Regions from separate parts of the Danio rerio genome. Here region 2 is linked to region 1. The links are chromatin contacts, called in public Micro-C maps. All regions are on one chromosome and are shown on one strand. The core of a region is the stretch at or near the end of the contact, and the rest is flanking DNA. Distances in the headings are between cores, read along the strand shown. Region 1 holds the start of kif26ab (kinesin family member 26Ab). Region 2 overlaps kif26ab (kinesin family member 26Ab).

Region 1 (5,223 bases), core at 2,498-4,997:
TCAAAGCAGCTAATATAGTTGAAGAAAAGAGAATAAAAAGTTATAATTGTTTAAATTTTGGAACTTTTTACTATCTGAGTCAAGCAGGAAAGTAACGTAGAAGGCTGGTGTAGTTGTAGTTCAATAAAACTGATACATTTCAGTTTAGCATAAATGTCACTGTTGAATATCAGCTCAGTTTATACTGATCAGTGTAATGCAAATGTCACTTCTGAAAGCCGATCCACTGAAGAGCAACTCCATCAATGTGCACCAATTTGTTTAGAATAATAAAAATACAAACAAAAATGTTCATGCATTAATGCATAAATCAAAACAGTTCCTTGAAAGATGACATTATAAGTATAATGCTACAACATCCTACAAACAACAAAGCACCTGATTTCCCTGAGTTTGGATTAATTTGTTTGCTCCGCAGTGGCATTGAAACAATGTCTGTCTCACTGACCTTTAAGGAAGCAGGGTCGGATAGAGTGAGGGCTTGTCTCCTCAGTTCAGCCACAGTCATCTGACATTGCTTGCACAGATCCGGCTTAGCGTCATCCCTGTCTGACTCCGAGACACTCACAGCTCCTGCTCCTTCAGGTGGAGGTCTGCTGGCGCACCTCTCCTCCTCCGCTGACAGTCTTTTCCTCGGGCTCAGCTCAAAAGAAAGGGAAGACTCTCCGCTTGAACAGCCTTCCACCTTTTACAAAGACAACAAAATCAAGTAATTTAACATTAAAGCTAATTCAATTTTGATAATTATTATTAAAGGGATAGTTTACCCAGAAGAAAGAACTAAAAAGAAGATGAAGAAACCTGTAATCATTTGCTTTTCCTACTATAGATTTCTGTGGTTGCAGATTTTCAGCTTTCTTCTAAATATATTATTTAGTCAGCAGAACAGGTTTGGAACAAGTAAGGGATGAGTAAATGATGACAGATTCATATTTTGGGGGTATCCCTTTATAAAAATGCTTGTACATATAACTTTAAATAAATGTTATTACAGTTCTTAATATGAATCTTAATAAGTACAAACTTGAAGTATTGAAGTACAAACGTTTTCCTGAATGTGAAGAACGATTTGATTATTTAAGTCAACTTTCTTTTTATTACAAAGATCATTTTATATTGTGGACAAGTTCCACTGATTTTTAATGAAGTTAAATTACTGAAACACTAAATAAACTTGTATTTCTAAGAGTGCGCGTGACATGAAAGCGTGATTAAACTTTCTAAATGTTTCAAGTTACTCAGTTGCACAAACTTGCCACTCCACCAGAATACTACAACCCTCAGCTGTTTATTAGAGGACTTACAGTTGATCGGATGGTCTGGAACTCTCCTTGTGCATTCCCATGCGTTAAATCCATCATCTCGGTTTAAATGGTCAAAACGCCACTGCGGACATCTAGAGGACTTTATAGCGCCTGAAATGTGTCTATGTACAATGATGAGCAACAGAGTTCATGGATAATCAGTGGGAGCGCAATGGAAAAGCATAAGCGAGTTTCCGCGAAGGTTTGCTTTGCTGTAGTTCCATGACGACGCGCGCACGCGGGAGTGAAGTTTGACTGCTGTCTGTCAGTGAGCGCGGCTCGGTCACTTGGGTGGAGGGGTGGAGCTGCAGAAGTGCTTTTATTCAAACACAACACTTAGTTGCTGTTTCGGAGTTCTGCTTGTGCACAAACAAAAAGTGAAAATAAAGTTGATATCACAATGGAATTATTTATTTAAAACAAAATTTAAAATTATTAAAAATAATAATCATAAAAGCAAATAAAGACCCTATGGAGTGTTATAAATCAATCAATCTATCTATCTATCTATCTATCTATCTATCTATCTATCTATCTATCTATCTATCTATCTATCTATCTATCTATCTACTGTAGATAGATAGATAGATAGATAGATAGATAGATAGATAGATAGATAGATAGATAGATAGATAGATAGATAGATAGATAGGTAGGTAGGTAGGTAGGTAGGTAGGTAGGTAGGTAGGTAGGTAGGTAGGTAGGTAGGTAGGTAGGTAGGTAGGTAGATAGATAGATAGATAGATAGATAGATAGATAGATAGATAGATAGATAGATAGATAGATAGATAGATAGATAGATAGATAGATAGATAGATAGATAGATTCGCGTTTTATTATTATTATTATTATTATTATTATCATTTTAATTATTTCTATTTCTGCTTCTTCCAGCAAAAATTACGTCATCTTTTATATTATTTCAGTTCGTTCACTTGTGTTGACTCAGATATTACTGGTCTGTTGGATATTTTACGTGTTACTCTGGCGCCACCCTCTGGATATTCCTAATTCTACCTCCAACAAACCCCTTGGTCTGAAATAAATTGTGGGAATGTCTGCATATTTAATCGTTAAATGAGTATGTTATACCGACCATGTATGCCTCGGATCACGTGAATATAAATTGTATCTCAAATACAGTCAATCTTCGCCTCAAACATTCTCATCCAGTTCTTTGTCTGTGAAAGCGCAACTAGTGTAGGCTCAAGACCAAAACCATTGATAACTGACTTAAGCACAAACCTACTAACAGAAATGTGACTCTTTATGGCCGTCTATATTATATTTATAAGGTGTAGATAGGAGATAATCTCAGACGTACTGTTTTGAAATCAATATTTGTGCATAAATGTCATTTTGTGTATTTTTATATTGATATGTTAACATATAAGTCTGGTGTTTTTGCTCGTTTTTATGTTTATAACAGAACGAGAACGCTGGATATTATTTCATCATAATTGAGTTGAACTGCTGAAATCTTGTAATAGCCGAAAAACTTTAAACCGAATACAAAGTTCACAGTCTGGTGAAATAAAGAGCTTAAGTGTAAACTGCGTGTTTTAGTGTATTGTGTGGCTACTGCGCTTTCCGGGAAGTTGCTACAGCGCAGCTGATGGAGACAGTGAGCGCTGTTCGTGGTGCTGAAATGAAAAATCGCCACCCATCATCATCATAATCAGTGATAACTTACTGTTCAAAAACTGCGAATATAAAGAGAAACAACATCTTCAAGACACCTTTAAACATCCGAGTTCATCTAAAAAATCACATTATAGCCAAGACTAAAGTACCCCTGTTTTAACCAGTCCATCCTCTGATGTCAAAGTACCTATTTGTAATACATTTCAAACAGTCTCTCCGAATATATCTTAATAATACTCCAGAATCTTTTCTGTGCTACATGTGCGGTGTAAAAATGGGCACCAGAGCCCTTAGCGAGTCAACTTGTGGAGTCTTTTGTCCACTCTCAAATTTCTTACCTTGGCTTTTCGCTTTAACAGATGACTGGTAAACCCAAAAATGATGTCAGCGTCCACGAAAAACGTCCCCAAGTCAATCAACCCGGGCTTCTGCTTGTCTGCCCCAGATGACCCGTTAGAGTTTGGTAAATCCATTGTGCGGCTGTGGGTATATTTCCTCTCCCCGTTTACAGCGCTCTGGAGTTCATTTTACAAACGGTTCCCTCTGATTCCAAATCAGTGGCATGGTGTAATCCAGAGGTTCCCTTTCAGGTACATCCAACTGTTGACTCATTTAGATTGTTCGGGTTCTATTCCAAATCACTTGGCTGGTGGAAAATCATACATCCAAATTTTGACACTCATCAAAGCACGCAAGAGCCCCATACAATCCATATATGATCCGTGCACTTCTGGCATTCATCATCCTTGTGGGAAAGGCTGTCCGCGCCGCGTCTTGGCTACACTGCAGGTCTAGGAGTGAACTCGAGCGAGCCTGTTGAGGACTACCTTGAAGAACTCCACCTCTCTCTCTCTCTCTCTCTCTCTCTCTCTCTCTCTCTCTCTCTCTCTCTCTCTCTCTCTCTCTCTCTCTCTCTCTCTCTCTCTCTCTCTCTCTCTCTCTACTCTGACATCCTCGTGGCTCTTGTGTGGTCGCCCTGCTGATGCTCAGCTGTGCGCGCTCCGAGATTCAGTTCCTCGCTTGCGCTGTGACGCGTAACCTTACCAGACAAGGTATTTATAAGACCTCATGTTTACTCAATGGAGTACTCTTTGTGCGACATTTTGAGATTTAAAAATTTCCGGCAATTCTTTTAGTATTGATGCTAGCTTGCAGGAGATGCCACGTTGTGGGATGCGTTTTATCTGAATAATATAAAGAATGGCTTGAAGTAATAATGTGTAAGTAAAGGGTTAGTTCACTTCAAAATAAAAACTCTTGATTTATTCACCCTCATGACAGTCTTGACTATGAAATATGTCATCCTTTAGAACAAAAAATGTGTATTTGTCATTATATTTGAGAGGCTTAATTAATTAATTAATTAACTAATTTAATAATTATTCAATCATATTTTTTAGCTTAGTCCCTTTATTAATCAGGGGTCGCCACAGCGAAAAGACACATCAAGCAAGCATGCTTGACCAAATCTGGATGATTTAAACCCTGATCAGGGTTTACATGCAAACAAAAGTTAGACTTCTTTTTTATCATTTTGTGATCATGTCTCTTCAGAAGACTTGAATTAAACTGCTCAATTCGAACAGATTTTGTTCATCTTTTTCAACCTACATATTTAGGAAACAAAGTGTCAAAGGAGGGACAGCAATTTCACACAATATGCAAAATAGGCTATACCTCTATTTGTAATACCAACATGTACAAATCTGTGATTGTCATGGGAGGGTCTGGTAAACTAAAAATCCATTTTAAAAAAATCACTTCGGACTATATTCTTTTCACTACAAATGCACAATTTGGTTTTAAAATATCAGCTGCCATCTAAAAGAAGAATGTGTGCCATTATTTTGGTTGCTTGTCTGGTTTTCGCACTCTAATTCTTTGATTAGCCAACATGTAAAAGCTGACTTTATTTAACTTTATTTATTTATTTAGGCTATTTATTTATTTATTTTTAAGCTGATTTGTTTTGTGGCGACGGAACACTCGTTTCAAAAGTTTCTATTATTTTTAAAAGCCAGATTCTTAAAAATCAAAGCGGATCCACCAAAAGGCTCCCCGCTGCGTGCTTTCTAAGCAGCCGAATGCAAACCCGGCCTGTTTCTGAGCAGCTTAAATGCGAAGCTTAACACACACTAGATAAAGTCTGTTGTTCTCTTGGCTTTGAAAGACGAACACAGGACATTACTGCATGGCCTCTTAATAAAAACTCTTATCTCGAGCATACAGAGGAGCAAGCTATAGATAAGCAGACAGGCATTATTGCAATAATATA
Region 2 (5,467 bases), core at 924-3,423, 78 kb before region 1:
TCTCCAGAGATGTTCAATAAGATTTCAATAGGGCCACTCAAGGACAATGAGCGAATTGTGTAAAGCCACTCCATATGATATTTTGGGGGTGTACTTTGGGTCGCTGTCCTGCAGGAAGATCAATCTTTGCCCCAGTCTGAGGTTAAGAGCACTTTGAAGCAGGTTTTCATTCAGGATGTCTCGGTGCATTGCTGCATTCATCTTTCCCTCTATCCTGACTAGTCTTGCAGTTCCTGCTGCTGAAAAACATCATGCTTCACTGCAGGGATGGTATTAACTTGGTGATGAACAGTGCCGGGTTTTCTCCAAACAACACCTGCCATTCACTCCAAAATAGTTTAATTTTAGTGTCATCAGACCAGAGAATTTTGTTACTTATGGTCTGAGAGTCTTTCTGATGCCTTTTGGCAAATTCCAGCTGGGGAAAGGCTTCTGTCTGGCATGACAGGCCTGATTGATGAATTGCTGCACAGATGGTTGTCCTTCTATAAGGTTCTCCTCTCTCCACAGAAGAACACTGGACCTCAGACAGAGTGACCATCGGGTTATTGATCACCTCCCTGACTAAGGCCTTCCTCCACTGATCTCTCAGCTTAGGTGGCTGGCCAGCTCTAGAAAGAGTCCAGGTGGTTCCAAACATCTTCCACTTATGGATGATGGAGGCCACTGTGCTCACTGGAACTTTCAGAGCAGCAGAATTTTCTCTGTAACCTTCCCCAGCCTTGTGCCTCAAAACAATACTCTCTCAGACAATTCCTTTGTCTTTATGCTTGGTTTGTGCTTTGACATGCACTATTAACCCTGGGACCCTATATAGACAGGTGTATGCCTTTTCAAATCATGTCCAATAAACGGAGTTTACCACAGTTGAACTCCAATGAAGCTGCTGAAACATCTCAAGAATGATCAGTGGAAACCGAATGTACCTGAGCTCAATTTAGAGCTTCATGTCAACGGCTGTGAATACTGATGTACATAAGTTTTTTCAGCTTTTTTTAATTTTAATAAATTTGCAACAATTTAATTGTCATCATGGGGTATTGTTTGTAGAATTTTGAGGAAATAAATGCATTAAATCAATTTTGGAATAAGGCTGTAATATAAAAAATTTGAAAAAGTGAGCTATGAATACTTCCCGGATGCACTGTAATTGTATTAAAAGAATAGTTGCCTTTAATATCGTTTTAACCAAACCTTAGTACATAGTACATGCTGAAAAAGCATTTTGAAGCATTCATCTGAATCTAAACTTGACATCTGTCAACTTCTTTATTTTATTTTGATGTTGAATGCCCTGAACTAATCATCAAAGTGCTTCTTACCATTTGATGTTTCACTTCTCACTTTTCAGGAACACCTGTTCCAAAAGTTCTTATGTTCCTTTACCCACAGTAGCACAGGTTTAAAAGCTTCACAGAACGCAAGGCCCCTCCAAAGATTTCCTGTCAGAATCAGTCCATCTCAATGGCTTTGTCTCCACCTCTTTTCTCCCGCTGCTTGTCATTTCTCCCCACAGAAATCAGACGAGTTAAAGCTCCTTGCTCAAGGCTCTGCCGAAGTCCCAGCACACTGCATGCATTATTGTCATCCCTCCAATCTAATGAAAGGATGAAGCCTTTCCAAATTATACAAGGCACATCTTTGAACCAGAGGAAAGCATAAAGAGCTCTGTTCACAAGAGTGAGTTGTGTGTTTGGGTGAGTACCATGAGGCAGACAGCTTCTGTTGGTTTTTCAAGACATACTGGGCCAGCAGTTGGTCAAATGTTTTATTTCTTTATCCAAGGCTTTCTGCTTTGTTTGTCTGCTCACACGCTGGCTGCTAAAAGCATCAGTGGCAGCTCGCTTGCTGGAATAAAGTACTTGTTGACTAGCACAAAAAGGAAAAGCGCAGACATCACTATTGTTAACCTTTCTTCATCAACAGCGGTAACTGATGGCAGAACAAAGAGGCTCTTTCTGAGGCAATTGCAAAAGAATATAAAAGCAACATCAATAGCGCAGAAAGATGTGATGTGTATTATAGATAACGCTCGAATGCAAGGGATAGTTCAGTTGACCACCTGTTTTCTTTTTGTTTCATTTAGTTTAACAAGCTGAAGCTGTACACTTAGCACACATGAGCAGTCCTCTGTGGAATGTAGCAGTTCAGTAAGGCAGCCAGTCAATAAAATGCGGGAGTAATAAAATGAACTCCTCAAACTGTCAATCTGCCAAACCTGCATTCTGGTGATTGTACAATATACTGTATGACTGAGAGCAATACATCAGCCACATGATTAATCAAAAGGTACTTAGCCCTTATGAAATTACTGTCATCAATCGATAATAGTCCATGTTTTATATACAGTTGAAATCAGAATTATTAAACCCCCTTTGATTTTTTTTTCTTTTTTAAATATTTCCCAAATGATGTTTAACAGAGCAAGGGAATTTTAATATATGCCCGATAATATATATTTTTTCTTCTGGAAAAACGTCTTATTTGTTTTATTTTGACTGGAATAAAAGCAGTTTTACATTCTTTTAAAAACATTTTAAGGTCAAAATATTTAGCCCCTTCAAGCTATATATATTTTTCGATAGTCTACAGAACAAACCATCGCTAGTTTGTTCTGTAAACCTAGTTAAGCCTTTAAATGTCACTTTAAGCTATATAGAAGTGTCTTAAAAAATATCTAGTCAAATATTATTTACTGTCATCATGGCAAAGATAAAATAAAGAAATAAAATATTAGAAATGAAAACATAGGTCTCAAACTCAATTCCTTGAGGGCCACAACTCTAAGCTATGTGAGCCTACAGCTAAGGCCGTACTCACACCAGGTACAGTTGCCTCAAACCGAGCCAAAGCACATCTGTCCCCCCTCCCGTCTCCCCCCGACGGCCCGCACTCAGACCACAATCGGGCCTGGGCAAGCTTACGTCATTGCTGCTGTGCAGTTCAGTGAGAAGCGCTCTCACTCAGCAGCACAGTGGAGATTTCTCTAGTTATATCCTTTCAGTCGTTTGATATGCAGTGACGTGCAGTCAAATATTTCGCCAAACAGTCCTTAGGGATGCGGTGACACGCAGTCAGATATTTCCCCGAACAGATCCGCCACTTTTGGCGCTCATTATCATAAAACCCTCGTGCTGCAGTAATGAGGAAGTCTGCTGAAGGTGCGCAGCTGTCGTGCAGTGAGAGGTTTGCGTCTTTAATAAACTACGGCAGTTTGCGTTCACTGAACAGTAAGAAAGATTAATAAATCCAGATGAAGCAGTCCCTTAAAAGTCATGTCTCCTTTTCAGTTTCGGGCTTTGGTGCGTTTTGCACTGACACTACAAACATACCGCATACGTAAGCCCAAGTAAATCGCGCTCTGGCCCACCTCTTCCAACCGAGCTAGGGCCGGCCAAATGAACCGTGCTTGAGCCAGATTCAGCGCCCTCACACTTCTTAAACAATCCGGGAAACAGGCCTGGGCACAGTAAGGATGGCATAGTGTCAGTAGACCCTAATTAAGGTGATCCAACTAATTAATGTGTTCAAGACTACTAGACACAAGAGCTTAATCTAAAATTGCAAACTTTCATACTATATTAAGAGTTCCCACTTAGTTATTGCTTGATATAATTTGCAGATTTGGCATACTGTCCTGGGAGAGAACCCTAAGCTCGGCATGGAGGGTTCATCCAAACAAAGATAAGGAAAGTAGGATGAATGGGCTTATTTATTGGATGTTAGAATTATTCTGATTGGTCTAGAATGATTATTGATGTGAGACCAGCTGTGATCATTCATATAACATACTCCTCTCGAAATCACTTTATAAAACTTCATATAGTACTCTAAAATCGGGCCGAGTAGTATGTCCGAATTCATAGAATTCGAAAAACAGTATGTGAAAAGTGGATGACATACTGTTTCCGGCGAGATTCTAAAGTGCACAACAGATGGATGCTACGCTCTGCCATGATGCACTGCTAGAGAATTTATTAATGGGAGTGAAGCGACACAACTGACGCAGGTAGGTCATGTGATAATGACAAAAAGGCGGATGTAGCACATCCGAGCTCCATTCATCCTATTCACACTGAATAGAACGTACTTTTCTAATGGCTAAGTAGTATGTTTAAACTTAAGTGAAGTATGTACTAAGTAGTAGGCGATTTTGCAGTCTAGTAGTTGAAGCCCAACTGTCAACTAATTTATTTGTTATAATATTTTTATTTTGTTCATTGAATGATGGATGTTTTGTTTCTGAATGTATGTATTTTTATTTCATTTGAAAGTTTTATCTTTTGTCCTATTACGGAAGTGTCTGACTGGAAATTAGTATCCCAGAAGGTATATGAAGGGTGTGGATGTTGTCAGGGTTGGTATGATATTGGCATGAGAGAGAATATTTGCTCAAATATTGGAGAGAGCTTATACCACTATGATCCTGTGAGGATAGCAATTTCCTCCTTGAGAATCCCTAGACTATTTGTTGCTCTGTGTTTACTAAATACAGCTTTAGCCCCTAAAGCGGAGATATGCAAGTTTGTGTTAGTGGACTGCAATTGAGTATCGCCAACAACCACGAGCATCCCAGATCACCCTGAAAAACCAGGATCACTCAGTGGCTCCTCTGGCAGCACTAGATGCGATGCACCCTGCTGACTCCTTCACGAACTATAACTCCAGTTTTGTAGCATTCCCTGGCTCCGGTAAAAACGAACTGATGTCTGTTTGCCCTTTATGGTAATGAAGCAGTCGTTTTTATGCCACTATGAACACGAGCACTAACACAGGCCTGCAACGGGGTTTATTTATTTCACTATTCATTTCATATGGACAATGTTTGAGCTTTACTAAATGAACTGTTGCATTTTGATCTTTGAGTTTTGGAAAAAGAAAAAACAAAAAGCTTTATTTTGAGCCAAAACCTTTATTTCTTTTGTCTGTATACCTTTGTTTAATTGTTTTAAATAAAAATTTTAAAGGTAATTTTGTACCGGATTGGTTGTGATAATTATTTATATTAATTTGTATCATGTTGTGGGTTTCTTTTTAGGGTTAAAATATAATTGTAAGTGATCTAATTAATAAGAAACCAGGGCCTTTCCCTTGAAATAGGAAAAGGGTGCTACATAGTCATATTGGTTAGTTGGATCAGCTGTGTTTGATTGCAAAAAGCTGTGTTGTTGAAGCAAAACTGTGCAGAACTGCGGCCCTCCAGGAATTGAGTTTAAGACCTATGCCTTAAAATGTTTAAACAAAGTCTGGTTGCACATAAATGTGAGATATGCAGGATGACTGTTGGCTGTTAAGCATATTAGCATATCTTCAAATATTGAATATTTTGGTGTAATCTTTTCTTTTAAAATAAATAACATTTTATTGTAACTTAAACACCAACACTGATCTCTTCTAGATTCATTGACAAAGATATTTCCAAATCACTCACTCACTCACTTATCTTCAGCATATTCCCTGCATTTTC

What was found. Hi-C and Micro-C count contacts between places; a contact is called where the count stands out from the background.
Region 2: a Micro-C map of caudal fin shows a contact between it and region 1, with 5 times the contacts expected there. The contact joins the enhancer-like site here to the promoter of kif26ab in region 1. A contact is called at or near these places in 2 of 18 Hi-C or Micro-C datasets (caudal fin and embryo).

The regions. Positions count from the first base shown.
Region 1 is chr17:50,807,491-50,812,713 of GRCz12tu, reverse strand. It overlaps kif26ab (kinesin family member 26Ab), which reads right to left and starts at 3,747. Exons shown (of 15, transcript XM_005158960.5): 1 at 3,287-3,747; 2 at 449-685. The coding sequence starts at 3,421. It overlaps LOC141378417 (a long non-coding RNA gene), which reads left to right. Exons shown (of 3, transcript XR_012393022.1): 3 at 1-565.
Region 2 is chr17:50,883,772-50,889,238 of GRCz12tu, reverse strand. All of the region lies in intron 3 of kif26ab (kinesin family member 26Ab), which reads right to left. Among named protein-coding and RNA genes, the nearest start is that of kif26ab, 78 kb to the right of the region's middle. Within about 2 kb of position 2,173, at least 3 of the 62 cell types and tissues checked have an H3K27ac peak or open chromatin away from gene starts, as enhancers often do. A contact at or near this core is called in caudal fin, where this site is marked.